Linked DNA regions of Mus musculus: regions 1 and 2 are each linked to region 3. The links are chromatin contacts, called in public Hi-C maps. All regions are on one chromosome and are shown on one strand. The core of a region is the stretch at or near the end of the contact, and the rest is flanking DNA. Distances in the headings are between cores, read along the strand shown. Region 1 has its middle 100 kb from the start of 4930521E06Rik. Region 2 has its middle 210 kb from the start of Col3a1. Region 3 has its middle 13 kb from the start of Gm23216.

The links. Hi-C and Micro-C count contacts between places; a contact is called where the count stands out from the background.
Region 1: a contact with region 3 is called in a Hi-C map of uterus, with 2.6 times the contacts expected there. The contact joins two enhancer-like sites. A contact is called at or near these places in 2 of 39 promoter capture datasets (cranial neural crest and maxillary cranial neural crest), 2 of 484 Hi-C or Micro-C datasets (adipose-derived mesenchymal stem cells and uterus) and 1 of 115 datasets of contacts at active chromatin or transcription factors (fibro-adipogenic progenitors).
Region 2: a contact with region 3 is called in a Hi-C map of uterus, with 10 times the contacts expected there. The contact joins two enhancer-like sites. A contact is called at or near these places in 1 of 15 datasets of contacts at CTCF or cohesin (the NIH/3T3 cell line), 3 of 484 Hi-C or Micro-C datasets (all in uterus) and 1 of 115 datasets of contacts at active chromatin or transcription factors (fibro-adipogenic progenitors).

What each region holds. Positions count from the first base shown.
Region 1 is chr1:44,847,521-44,852,103 of GRCm38.p6, forward strand. No RefSeq gene overlaps it. Among named protein-coding and RNA genes, the nearest start is that of 4930521E06Rik, 100 kb to the left of the region's middle. Within about 2 kb of position 1,976, at least 4 of the 459 cell types and tissues checked have an H3K27ac peak or open chromatin away from gene starts, as enhancers often do. A contact at or near this core is called in uterus, where this site is marked.
Region 2 is chr1:45,098,835-45,103,005 of GRCm38.p6, forward strand. No RefSeq gene overlaps it. Among named protein-coding and RNA genes, the nearest start is that of Col3a1, 210 kb to the right of the region's middle. Within about 2 kb of position 2,692, at least 2 of the 459 cell types and tissues checked have an H3K27ac peak or open chromatin away from gene starts, as enhancers often do. A contact at or near this core is called in uterus, where this site is marked.
Region 3 is chr1:45,670,087-45,674,717 of GRCm38.p6, forward strand. No RefSeq gene overlaps it. Among named protein-coding and RNA genes, the nearest start is that of Gm23216, 13 kb to the right of the region's middle. Within about 2 kb of position 2,840, at least 50 of the 459 cell types and tissues checked have an H3K27ac peak or open chromatin away from gene starts, as enhancers often do. A contact at or near this core is called in uterus, where this site is marked.

The DNA of each region.
Region 1 (4,583 bases), core at 726-3,225, 820 kb before region 3:
CTTAGCTATGTCATCAAACATGGAAAATTTGAAACTTTACCCCCTATTCCCTATTGGTATTCATGTTACTGGAAAGAACTTTGGACAATACTGTAGGAAACACATAATTATCAATAACACTCAGCTACCAACACTGCCATCTACAACCACAACATGTTTCAAGATGTGTAATAGTGGCATACATTTTATGGAAGTAGCTGACACCACCACCACCCCCAACACACACACTCACCGTTTTATCAAATTTATGGCCAATGCCATGACATTGAACCCAAATCTGGCACTGCTAATGTGGTCAACAATATGAGACTGGTAGTTCATGGGTATAGGGGAAACCCTACTACTATTATTCTAATAAAGGTACAGAAAGAACAGAGCAATAAAATGACTGATCATTATATATTGCTATACCTGTAGATCAGTGCACCATACCAGAGAAGGTTCTTGTTACAGCCAACGGAAACTCTCATAGAGACCTGGACACAGTGCAGAGAATGGAAGACTTTGGAGCACTTATTCCTACATGATGTGTTTCCTAAACTCAAGACTCAGAGATCTATAAAGAAGAGGAGGCACAAAGATTATAAAAGCCAGAGGTGGTGGATGACACAAAGAAAACAGTGTGTTCTAGACACAGCACGGTTGATATACACACAAACTCACAGATACACAAAAATCTGCACAAGTTAAATAACACAAAATCTCAGCACGGAGAAGGAAAAGTAAATACAACATTCTATCACTAATCAAGAAGCTGTTTTTAATTGATACCCAAGGGAAAAAGTAAGATCAATTTTGTCTAGCGGAGTTTCTGTGTATATACCAACTACATTCTAGGGAAAGCCCCATGCCCAGAAGTCATTGGCCAACAGAAAACAGAATCCATTCATTTTGTGTGCTTTTGTTTGGTTGTAAGTTTACATTGGCATTTTTGTCTTTTTGTGTATTTTGATTCTTATCTTTTGGGCAGAGTTTAAGACAGAGAAAGAAAATGATGTTAGCTGGATAGGAGGCAGAAGATCTGTGAGAAGCTGTGGAGGAGAAGAATATGGTCAAAATGCACTGCATGTACATTTTTTTAATAAAAAAGAAAAAAGTCAAAATATTTTATTACTAATTGTTTAAATTTATTGTATAATAAAGTTTATGATTTCTTTTTTATGTATGGAATTGTAGAAATGTGTTATTATGTTTTATTATCTGAATATAGGAAGTAATATCCTAAGTGGCTACAAATAAAGGAGGCTCATTGTACTTATAGTATTTACATAAATATTTATTAATTTTATTTTGACAGAGAACCTGCCACTTCATATTTCTATAAATAGCTAAGTGGAGTATGAACTCACAGTGGCTTGAAGGAAAGGCTGGAGGGAGAAATGGGAGGGGAAGTCATATAATTCTATTTCTATTAAAACACATATATAGATATATATACACATATATATATATATACTGTTCATTATCTTTACATTTTTTTATTTAATAACAGAAAGAAGAACACATTTAATCAGAATGTGCAGAACCAAAAAGACTAAAAATTATGAATTCCTGTTGCACGTAATCAAATGTATCTCACCTGGAAATCAATCTATGCAGGATGTTACTCTCACCTAAATTGTAAGCATTATAAAGCATACTATATCTAGCTTATAGTTCAATACAGTTTTAGTTACAGTAAAATGATATTTTGTTTTTTGTTTCTATTGTCCTTAAAATAAATATTTCATCTTTATCATTTTTAATGAACAATATAGAAAAATACAGAGACTTATACAACTCTACCAAGTACTCAGTTTCTTGTAATACTCACAGCTGTTACATAAACTCTGGAAGTAAAATCAGTGTCATGATAAATTGACTTGAGAGTAAACACTGACCAAAGATTTGGTTGTTTTTTCTTTCTTCAGAAGACAGACTCTGTCTTTTATGTTTTCCCCCTTAAGTCACTCGGTTACTTTGCAGTCACTCCTCTTGGCTCTTAACAACAAAAATATGTCATAAATCCCAAAGACCCAGCTGCACTTAGTTACTGTGCTGTAGGCAAGGACACATGTCAAGTTGACACCTAGTTAAAGAGTGAAATCATAAAGAAGAAATCCCAAGTTTGTGTTTGGAAAGGACTAAAAATAAATGACTACTTATGTTATATTGGTATAAAATAAGGAAACAGGGGAATGGGAGACATTGACTATGAGCATATGCACACGTGTGATGGGAAAGTGATCCTGCTCCTCCATCCTGCAAGGTCTCGGAGAATAGTCGCTAGGCAACACTGCAGCTTGTTAAACATTCTCACTAATAAATTTCTGTGTGCTGTTTAAACTTGTCTTTAAAGGTGGTTTTGTTTCACATTATCCTAAATAACTTAAAGCCAGATCTTCTGATATGTCAATTGTAGATAGCAAAACAGAATATCTACCAAGTTATTTATTGGCAAAACACTAAAACAGAGTCATATGATCTGCCACAATTTCTATAAAATTATCTTACAGGTAAAATATATATATGAGATATAAATAATTCATTATATTTTGATTATTTATATCAATTATAAACAATATACACATCTCTCATTATTTTATGCATTTATTATTACTATATTTTGATAAAACCTCATTTACTTGTTTTTTGCTCCTGGCTCTGAATTCCTTATACCTTGTAGAGTTTATTACTCATGTTCTTCATAAAATTAAAGGTAACTCAAATCTCATTTGTTTGCAGTTTCCAATTATTCCAACTGCAGACTATAAACTCAGGCAAACAAATATCAACCACTGATTTTCCAATAGCTTTGTGTTAGAAAAACTTTCTTTTTTATATTTTATTTATTAATTTAGTTTTACACTCCAGATTTTATTCCCCTTCTGGTCCACCCTCTGAGGTGGGTGGGTGGTGGGGAACATTCTCATGAAGACAGTAGGGTGGGGTAGGTGATATGAGATGTAGAAAAACTTTCTCATGGTATCTTTTTCTCAGGCACCAGAACAATGCAGGATTATCTTTATGAACTCCAGATGTGTTATCAAATAAAAGCATCTCTAATATTATTCAACGTATGATTCATTAGTTTCCACATTCATCTAGCAGAACAAAATTTGAACTAGTTTTCATTATACAATGTCTTCTTGCTGAGATGTTACAAACTTCAGCATATGCTTATAAATGGATTTTACTAAAGATTTTATAGGCAAGAAATAGAGTGTTTGTACAGACACAAAGAATAGTCCCAAGACCATCACATAAACATTTCAAGATAAGCTTCTTGACATCAACTAGTATCCCAGGGAAGAACTTCAGCTACATGCTTAAAGTGGAGTGTACTCCTCCTGTGTATTTCAATTTTCAGACAAGGATTTGAATTTGAAGCATAAATTTACTTGACATTGTTTATAATTCTGTTGTAAGAACCAGTCAAGCTGTGTCAGTATTTTTTTTCTGATATGGAAAAAAGAATGTATACTCCCGCTTTGATAAGCTTTAGATTTCTCTAGGGAAGGAATGTAAAGTATTTGTTGAATTTTCCACATATTACAACTCCTTGTTACACTCTAAAAGGAAGAGGCAAGAATAAACTATAAGAAAAAATATACTTTAATCATTCCATTAACAGGCTGAAAATAAGGGAGAGGACTAGATAATCTCAGAATTTGAAAACTGAGATTTAATTTCATGCATTTTCACAGTGACACTTTAGAGTCATCATTGGCAAGGTATAGGAGAAGGAGAATATTATTTCAGCAATGGTTAGATAATAATGCACACACGTGTTTATAATTATGCACTAGAGAATATACAATGTCTTTTTAATCTGCCTCATTAACAAACAATTCCTTATATAATATTACCTATTGTTGCTTTGTGTTTACTAAACTAAATAAAATAAACAAAACCAAAGTTTATTGATTGTTTCTCATGTTCTTTTCAAATGTAAGTTTTTGAAAAAAATCATGTTTCCAATAAGTAAGTGTCCAGAACAAAACTAAAATAGAAAATTTTACTGAAAAAGAACATTCTTAGAATTCCCAAGTTATAGAGGACATAAGTTGGAGAAACGACTATGGCATAAAGTTTGATAGCTCATAAATATTTTAAAATTGGAATTTCACTAATTTTTGAAATGATTAGTTCATAAACGTTGTGATCTAGTGAATTTATTTCTTAATGGAGTCATAGTACAATAGTATTATTGGAAGGTGGAACATAGCTGAAGGAGGTGGGTCACTGAACCATGTTGTTGTCTTACTACATCTTTCCCTTGGCTTTTTCTGTATCCCTTTCTTTCTACTTCCTGTTTGACATAAGCTGAAGGGTTCAATCTTTTGTCATAGCTGTCACTATGATGACTGCCCTAAACTAAACTCATGAAGCCAATAATCATAAACTTTAAAGCAGTATGCCAAAATAATGTTTTTCTCTCCAAAATAATTTCTGTAAGGCCATTCAATAAGCCATAGGATCTAACAATTCTTTCTGTAGGTTGCTGTGTGGATTTTCTTTGCGAAGACACAGACAAATGACTACTTATTGCAGAAAGAGCATTGACTACAAACAAAAGAATGGTTTTCCGCAGATATACCTTA
Region 2 (4,171 bases), core at 1,442-3,941, 570 kb before region 3:
AAAATCTAGGCCTTTAGGCCCAGGTTTGAGAATGTGACCTTTGTGACTTAATGCTCCAAGGCAGGCTAATCATAAAAGTGATAGCAACATTCCTCCACCCACCTGCTTCCTGTGTTCAGGGACTGTTTGTTCAAAAGGACTACCCTGACCATTCATGGAACCCGCTATGCAAATGTGCTATTGTCTTGAGAAACTGTCTTAAGAAATAACCTCACAATTATCAGGTAATTAATTTTCCTTGTGACTTGTGACTTCCTCGTGACTCTAAACTGGTATTTTTGGTATTTTCCAACAACGCCCTCCCCACTACCTTGAGTTGTGGTTTCTTCCTTTAAGTACCCTCTTACCCAGCTACTCGAGGCACCATGGTCCTCTACCCCTGCGTGGTGTATGACTGTGGGCATGAGAGCACTCTTGAAATAAAAGTCCTCTTGTCATTTGCATCAAGACTGTTTCTCGTGAGTGATTTGGGGTGTTGCCTCTCCTGAGTCAGAATGTGGAGGAGTCCTCACATTGTGGGTCTTTCAACACATGTATTAAATAATACATTGGTTTTTTACATCCTGGGGACTGTGGAGAGATGGAGTATTGTAGATTAAGTACTAAAGTCATTTTAGGATATGCTTTGTAATGAAAATTTTGGAATTTTGAAGTCTTTAAAAAATGCAGAAATATTATAAGAAAGTGCTTTTGTTTTAATCCTAGGTGTAGCAATATGGGGCTCCTTCAGACTGACCACAGCAGCTGACTATGATTTGCCTAGTGCTCTAGTACAAGCATGGTTTGCCAGCTGTAGATAGTTTCATCAATTGTGTGAAGTTTGAAATTCTGGGAACATTTTAGAGGGTATGTAAATACTCTGACCCCAAGAGGTGTGATTTGTGTTTGGTGGTCATTCAGGGGGATTGGTTGTGGTTTATTAGTAGTCGGTCTCAAAGAAGGATCAGGTAAAAATAAATTAAAATTATCTCTTACCCCTTCTTTCTCTCCTATCTAGTGATAGTGGGGGATAAAGAGTGAGAAAAAGAACCCACAAACTAACAAAGACCAGCTACAATTAAAGAATAAATGAGAGAGAAATTCATTCCCCCTCCGCCCTCTCTCTCCCCCTCTGCTTCCCTCTCCTGCTCCCTCACTCCCCCCCATCCCATCCTTCTTTCTCTCCTATCTAGTGAAAGGGGTGAAATGGGGGATAAAGAGTAGGAAAAGAAGAACCCACAAATTAGCAAAAACCAGCTATAATGCTTAAAGCCCTTTCATAGGTCACTTATTATCACAGTGTGTTAAGATCTCACTATTGATTTTTTGATTACAAAGGTAAACACTTAGTCTCCCAGTATGGTAAGCAGACTTGCTACAATATGACATTTGAAATCAATAGAAGAAATTTTGCTATTCTGTGTAATATCTACCTACCAGATGCTCCCTCCTACATATTCCATAAAATCATTCATCTATGCTTTTCTCTGTTTCTGAGACTTAACAGGTTCTATAACCTCTAATGTAGTGGAACATATTATGCTATGCCACTGGAATCTACATTCTTAGACCTTAGTCATTCATAATAGCTTTGAAAGAACACTCTTATTTAAACTAGAGCAAAAATTGACTGACTTATAGCATAATAATACAATGGACACTATGTGTATACATGTATTTACATGTACACACACACTCATATGCATGCATGTTAGCACACACAGGCATAAATGAACAAACATGATTTCTAAAACATATTAATGAATGTCACAGAAACTTAGGAAAAAGATCCAAGCCCAAAATGTAAACTGTATTATGTGATTTCATTAACACCAAACAAAAGACAAAGTGGATTTAATTCTTAGTATCAGAAGGTTGAATTTTGGTAATCTGTATGGAGGAAAAAGTGAAAGGAAATGGGTGGTAAAATGTTCCTTTGGAATGTCCAAGTTATTCCATATATTGAGCTCCTTGGTGGTTACTTTGTTTTTGTTCTCCATGTAGCAATTTTTGAAACTTGTTTTTTGTGTAGTTTAGATTTATGTACTTTTCCATGAACATGGTCTATTTCAATTAAATGTCTACTTATATTTGAAAATAAAGATTTAAATTGTTTGGTGTAGAAACAGGTCTTGTCCCAGAACTCAGGTCCTCTTGTCACCATTTGCTCATAAGTGCTGCATTGGGGACACTAATGTAGTTTTAAGACAAAGAGTTGTTTTAGCAGATTCTTATATTTTAGTAGGAAAAAGATAAGTTGTTTATTTTGAAACATTGATTTACATTCCAAGGGGTTATGTAATTTCTGGGCTAATAAAGGAACAGTCTTTGTCACAATAATAAATGGCCTCTGTGTGTCCACACTGTGTTACAAAAACATCCTGTCATAAAACTCTTTTTAGGTTTTTGGGGTAATTAATGTTTCTTTTAAAGTTAGGCAGTGCAGCTGAAACCTCTGTTTTGTTTTGTATTTTTTTATTCCAAGTTTGAAAGTGAGTTCCTGACCCATAGTCCTCAAAATCATGATGGTTTGATGTTTTTATTCTATTACAGGCACATTTTATCATTATTATTATCATCGTCATTGTTGTCATCATTGTTATCATCATCATCATCTTTATCACTATTAATCTCTTTTACAAACCAGTCGTTATCACCCTAGTGATCTATGCTCTGACTGTTCCTCATCTCATTCCTCCTTGCTCATCTCCAAGAGGATCTTCCCACCCCAACTCCAACAGACCTCGCCACATTCTGAAGCCTCAAGTCTCTCTAGGGTTAGGTGCATCTTCTCTCACTGAGGACAGACCAGGCAGTCCTCTGTTGTATATGTGTCTGAAGCCTCATATCAGCTAGCGTATGCTGCTTAGTTGGTGGCTCAGTGTCAGAGAGATCTCAGGGGTCCAGGTTACTTGAGATGGCTGGTGTTCCTATAGAGTTGCCCTCCTCCTCAGCTTCTTTCAGCTTTTCCCTACTTCAACCACAGAGTTTCCTGGCTTCTGTCCATTGCTTGGGTGTAAGAATCTGCATCTGACTCTTTCAGCTGCTTGTTGGGCCTCTCAGGCATAATAGGCTTCTGTCTGTGATCACACCATAGCATCATTAACAGTGTCAGGCCTTGGTGCCTCCCCTTGAAATGGACCCCAATTTGGGCTGGCCACTGAACTTGCTTTCCCTCAATCTTTTCTCCACTTTTATCCCTGAAGTTCTTTTAGACAGGAACAATTCTGGGTCTGATTTTTGCCTAGGGGAATGGTAGCCCCATCCCTACACTTGATGCCCTGTCTTTCTACTAGAGATAGTCTTTATAAGTTCCCTCTTCCCACTGTTGGGCATTTTGTCTAATGTCCCTACCTTGGAGACCTAAACATCTCTCATCTCCCAAGTCTCTGCCCCCCCCCCCCCCACTTCCTACCTCCTGAGGTTTCTGATCTCCATTCATTCAGCTAGCCCTCAGGGCTTCACACCAGTTCCTGCCACCACAATATCAGATCATGTTCTCTTTTTCACCTCTCCGCCCCCTCTCTGACTCAGGTACCTTCCTCCCTCTGCCCCTGTGATTGCTTTGTTCTCCCTCCCAAATGGGATTGTAGCATCCTGACTTAGGCCCTTCAGCTTGTTAACCTTGAGTTTTGTGGATTGTATCCTAGGTTTCTTTACTCTTTTTGACTAATATCCATTGATTAGTGAGTGTATACCATGCATGTCCTTTTGAGTCAGAGTTGCCTCACTCAATATGATATTTTCGAGTTCCATCCATTTGCAGGCCAAAGTCATGATGTCCTCATTCTTAATAGCTGAAGAGTACCCCATTGTGTAAATGCACCACATTTTCTGTATCCATTCTTCCTTTGTGGGACATATGGGTTTTCTCCAGCTTCTGGCTATCAGATAAGGCTGATATAAACATAGTGGAACATGTGCCTTTGTTCCATAGTGGGGCATCATTTGGGTATATGCCCAAGAGTGGTATAGTTGATTCGTCAGGTATATCGATTTCCAATTATATGAGGAACCTCCAGATTGACTTACAGAGTAGTTATACCAGTTTGCACTCCTACCAGCAATGGAGAAATGTTCCTGTTTTTTCACATCCTCTCCAATGTGTTGTCACCTGAGTTTTTTATATTAGCCATACTGATTAGTGTAATGTGGGATCTCAGAGTTTTGATTTGCCTTTCCCTGATAACTA
Region 3 (4,631 bases), core at 1,590-4,089:
AATATGTATTAGTTGCATGTTTTAGTGAGGTTTATTGTATTATTTCCACACACTGCATATCATACACTGCTTAAAGCCACTTTTCCTTCATTCACAGCCTCCCACTTTATTCTCTGTATATCAGTATTCTTTGTTCAAGTGAGTGACTTTTGGCTTTCTAATTAACTTTTGAGCAAGGATTTTTTCCTAAATATTTATGGCTATATTTATGACTAATCACTTGTTATTGGATCACACATCAATGGCTGGTCCTTGGAGAAGACTGATTTCATGTTATTCAGCAAACACTAGCCTGTAGTAGTTCTTCTATGGGTCTAGGACCTGGGTCCTTGTGAGATTTTCCCACCCACTTTAGCATGTCAATCAGTGTAATTATGTTTTAGAAATTATTTAAACAGCCATATTACCACTCCTGGGCATATACCCAAAAAATGTTCCAAGGTCACATGCTCCACTATGTTCATAGCAGCCTTATTTATAATAGCCAGAAGCTGGAAAGAACCCAGATGTCCTTGAACAGAGGAATGGATACAGAAAATGTGGCTCATTTACACAATGGAGTACTACTCAGCTATTAAATAAAATGACTTCATGAAAGTCTTAGGCAAATGGATGGAACTAGAAAATATCATTCTGAGTGAGTTAACCTAATCACAAAAGAACACACATGGTATGTACTGAGTGATAAGTGGATAGTAGCCCAAAAGCTCATAATACCCAAGATACAATTCACAGGCCACGTAAAGTCCAAGAAGAAGGAAGACCAAAGTGTGGAGGCTTTGGTCCTTCTTAGAAGGAAGAACAAAACACCCACGGGTGGAGACACAAAGACAATGTGGGGCAGAGACTGAAGGAAAGGCCAGCCAAAGTCTGCCCCACCTGGGGATCCATCCCATATATAGTTACGAAACTCAGAGGCTATTGTGGATTCCAAGAAGTACTTGCTGACAGGGGCCTGATACAACTGTCTCCAGAGAGGCTCTGAGAGATCCTGACAGAACAGATCTGGATGCTTGCAGCCAACCATTGGACTGAGCACGGGGACCCCAATGGAGGAGTTAGAAGAAGGACTAAAGGAGCTGAAGGAGCCTTATCTGGTATCAATGGTAGGGCAGGTCCTTGTTCCTGTGAAGGCTTGTTGCCCCAGTATGAGGAATGTTAGGTTGGTGAGGCCGGTGTGGGTGGGTATGGAGGCACCCTCATAGAAGCAAGGTAAGGGGGAATGGGATAGGGTGTTTGCAGAGGAGAAACAGGGAAAGGGGATAACATTTGAAGTGTAAATAAATAAAATAATCATTTTTTTTAAAGTATGAGAACATCATGAATTTTGCAGGCAAATGGATGGAACTAGGAAATACCATCCTGAGTGAGGTAACTCAGACCCAAAGGACATGCATAGTATGTACTCATCGATAAGTGGATATTAGCCAAAAAGTACAAAATACCTAGAGTTCAACCTACAAACTGTAAGTGTAACAAGCAGAAAAAATATTAATCAAAACATGATGTGATGTTGCTACTTTATATATATATATATATATATATTTTTTTTTTTACGTTAAAAACAAGTCATGAAGAAAGAAAAAAGAAAACCATGGTTTTCAACACAGAGTTTTAATGGAGGTTAGAGACACAGAGTTAACTTAGGAAGCAGTTACAGACCTGAGACACAGGAAACAAAGGGTAAAGATAAACAGAACCTAGGAGATAGCAGGAGGTGCCTCACATCTGGTACTATGAAGAAAGGATGTATGCTGCTGCCGGCAGTGGGTTCCTCTGAGAGAAAATTATGAGACTTCTTATAGAAGTGCCAATAGAAGCAAGAGGCTGGGACTACCCTACAGCTACCATCACAAACTGATGCTTAGTGGTTGAACAGAATAGTAAAATAGAGACTGGAGAATGCCTTGCCCCCTCTCCCACTCTCACATTGCAGTATCAAGTCTTACTCAACGCTTTCAGAAAGCTGAGTCTGAGGTATGTGACTTCTAAGGTCACTGTCCTGGAATCCCAGAGAAGAGTAAGTAGAAGAAAGAATGTGAGAGGTTAACAGACAGTATAGATAGACAGCTCACAAAACTAAGTAAAACTGTGGGTACAAAACTGATGTTGAAAAAAAATCTCTTACAGAATGGGTCATCAAGGGATTTACACATGAGCAAATGAGCACAGTTGAGAGAAAAGAAGGAGAGATGTTCCATTCTTAATACACACGGGGCTGGAGAGATGACTCAGCAGTTAAGAGCACTGACTGCTCTTCCAGAGGTTCTGAGTTCAATTCCCAGCAACCACATGGTGTCTCACAACCAGCTGTAATGGGATTCGATGCCCTCTTCTGGTGAGTCTGACAGCTATAGAGTACTCATGTACATAAAATAAATAAATCCTCAAAAATAAAATATACAACATGAACCAAGAGAGAAGAAAGGAAAAACATTTCAAGTTAATAGAAAAGATCTCTATTAAAAATGGAGGCTAGTGTTGCACATATGTAACCCCAACACTCACAAGGCTGAGCCAAGATTTCAAGACCAATCTGGAATGCACAGTGAAACTCAGTCTCAAAATAAACAAGGGTGCAGGGTATAAGTCAGTGGCAGAATGTTTGCCTAGCATGCAAGGGTACTGAATTTGATTCCCCAGAACATAGGAAGCAAAAGTGAAAAATAACAGTATTTAAAATACTGTGTAATGAAACAAGATCGAGACATGACTCTTAAATCAGTCCCACGAGCCACTATTAAATGTTTCATAAAACCATGCTCCCTGAAATATAGGCTTGACTAGGTCAGGCTCATGAGCTCCACTAGTGAGGAAAGGCCCCAGAGTTAGACAGACCAACAGTGACATCTGCTGCCAGGGACTTACTCTGAAAGTGGCCTGCTGCAGCATTTGCAAGTAGAGTCCTGCCAAACCGAACTGATGAGTCAGCAGGCAGGAACTCCTGTTTGTCGTTTATGCTATTAGAAGGTTTCCCAAGGCGAGCACAGAACATGGGAAAATGGGAATGTTTGAAAATGTAACTAAAACAAACAAAAACAGTGGAGGCTGAGTTGTAAGTGATGAGACAAAGACCTCACTCTATCGTTCTTCATCATGTTCCCCTTTAGCTAAGTAAATTCAAATGAATTCTGTAGTTGTTAGCAAACATGAACTTTTCCGTGAAAAGGATTAATTAAACCATTGCCAGCTACAGTGGATTCCAGCATCATACGCAGGCCAAAGAGAAAAAAGTCCAAAGATCAAAGGAGAGTGTGCATAAAATTTTAGGGTAACCCTTACTTAGAAAACCACTTCCTAATTATCTGTCTACCTACGTCCTTCAACATCTGCTGACCCTCGGGCATTTTTTTTTTTTTTTTTTTTTACTTTTCTGAAAGCTAATGAACATAAGGTTTGAATCAGACATCACATTTAAAATAATAACTGCCAGTATAAAATGTTCAATGTGACTCAATTCTGTAGAGCAAAAGATATGAAAGAAAAAGGAGTTCGGTTCTCGTTTATAAAAATGCAGAATGATAATGAATTCAGTTACTGTGAAAGCAGGTGAGCACAACCAATATTTGTATTAAAGAATTCCTGAGTTTGTAGTTCTTTTCAAAGATTTCTGCCATACTTAATGTGGCATTTTGAGCAAATTATACTTCTCTGGGCCTCATGTTCCAGTGCTGCAAAAATGAAAAGATTGGACTATATGTAGGATGGCAGATGGATTACCTGCTTATGAATTCATCTTATAGCTACATGCAGACTGCACCAGCTGGGTCTATTGTGGATGACAGAACTGTGGAGTCTCCACGTGCACCTCATAGATGATCTGGTTTGCTGTGGAGGACAGAAACATGGAGTATCCATGTGCACCTCACAGATTCTTGCCTCTGGCAGGAAGATCTTACTCTCCCTGCTAACCCCCAGTCGTTGATTCTGTTATTAGCTACGCGTTTAGTGCAAACTATGATTTCCCTCTACAAGGTGCTCAACAAATATTATTTCTGGTATTCACAGTATTCCAAAGACAAGGAAAACAAGCCTCAGAAAATACAAGGAATTTCCCAGAGTCAGAAAACATGGAGTCAATAAGTAAGATAATCTCCTGCCACTCCCTGTCATAAATTATCTTAATTTCTCATATTTTGGACCATACCCTAGCCCTCCTAAAACATAAAAGCCATATATTCTAGCATCATTATGCATTGTCTGCCTGTACCTTAATACACACATGTGCCTGCACAAAGAAAATGCAGCTGTTTGGGCATGAAATTCAGCTAGTCCATACAAACCTGAAGTGACATTACAGAAGCTCTGGGGCAAAAGCATTCAAGAAAGAAAGCTTTTCTTTCAGAAAACAGACTAAAAGAGTAGTTTTCTAAAGATTAAATGCAGTAAATGATAGAACAAATGATATATAAAAGTCATATTCAACTTAAAGAAAATGTTTTTATTAACTGAATGCAGAATGATACTAAAACCAAAGTTGGAAAAATCCCTATCTATGTGTCACTGTGTGTTGTACCAATTTGGATGTCTAGCTGATGTCTGCTACAATATTCAGAGTTGTATTTGGTATAAGGGAATATTCAATAAGTACTGGTTGATGGTACTGGTTTATAAATAATGTGAACAATTAA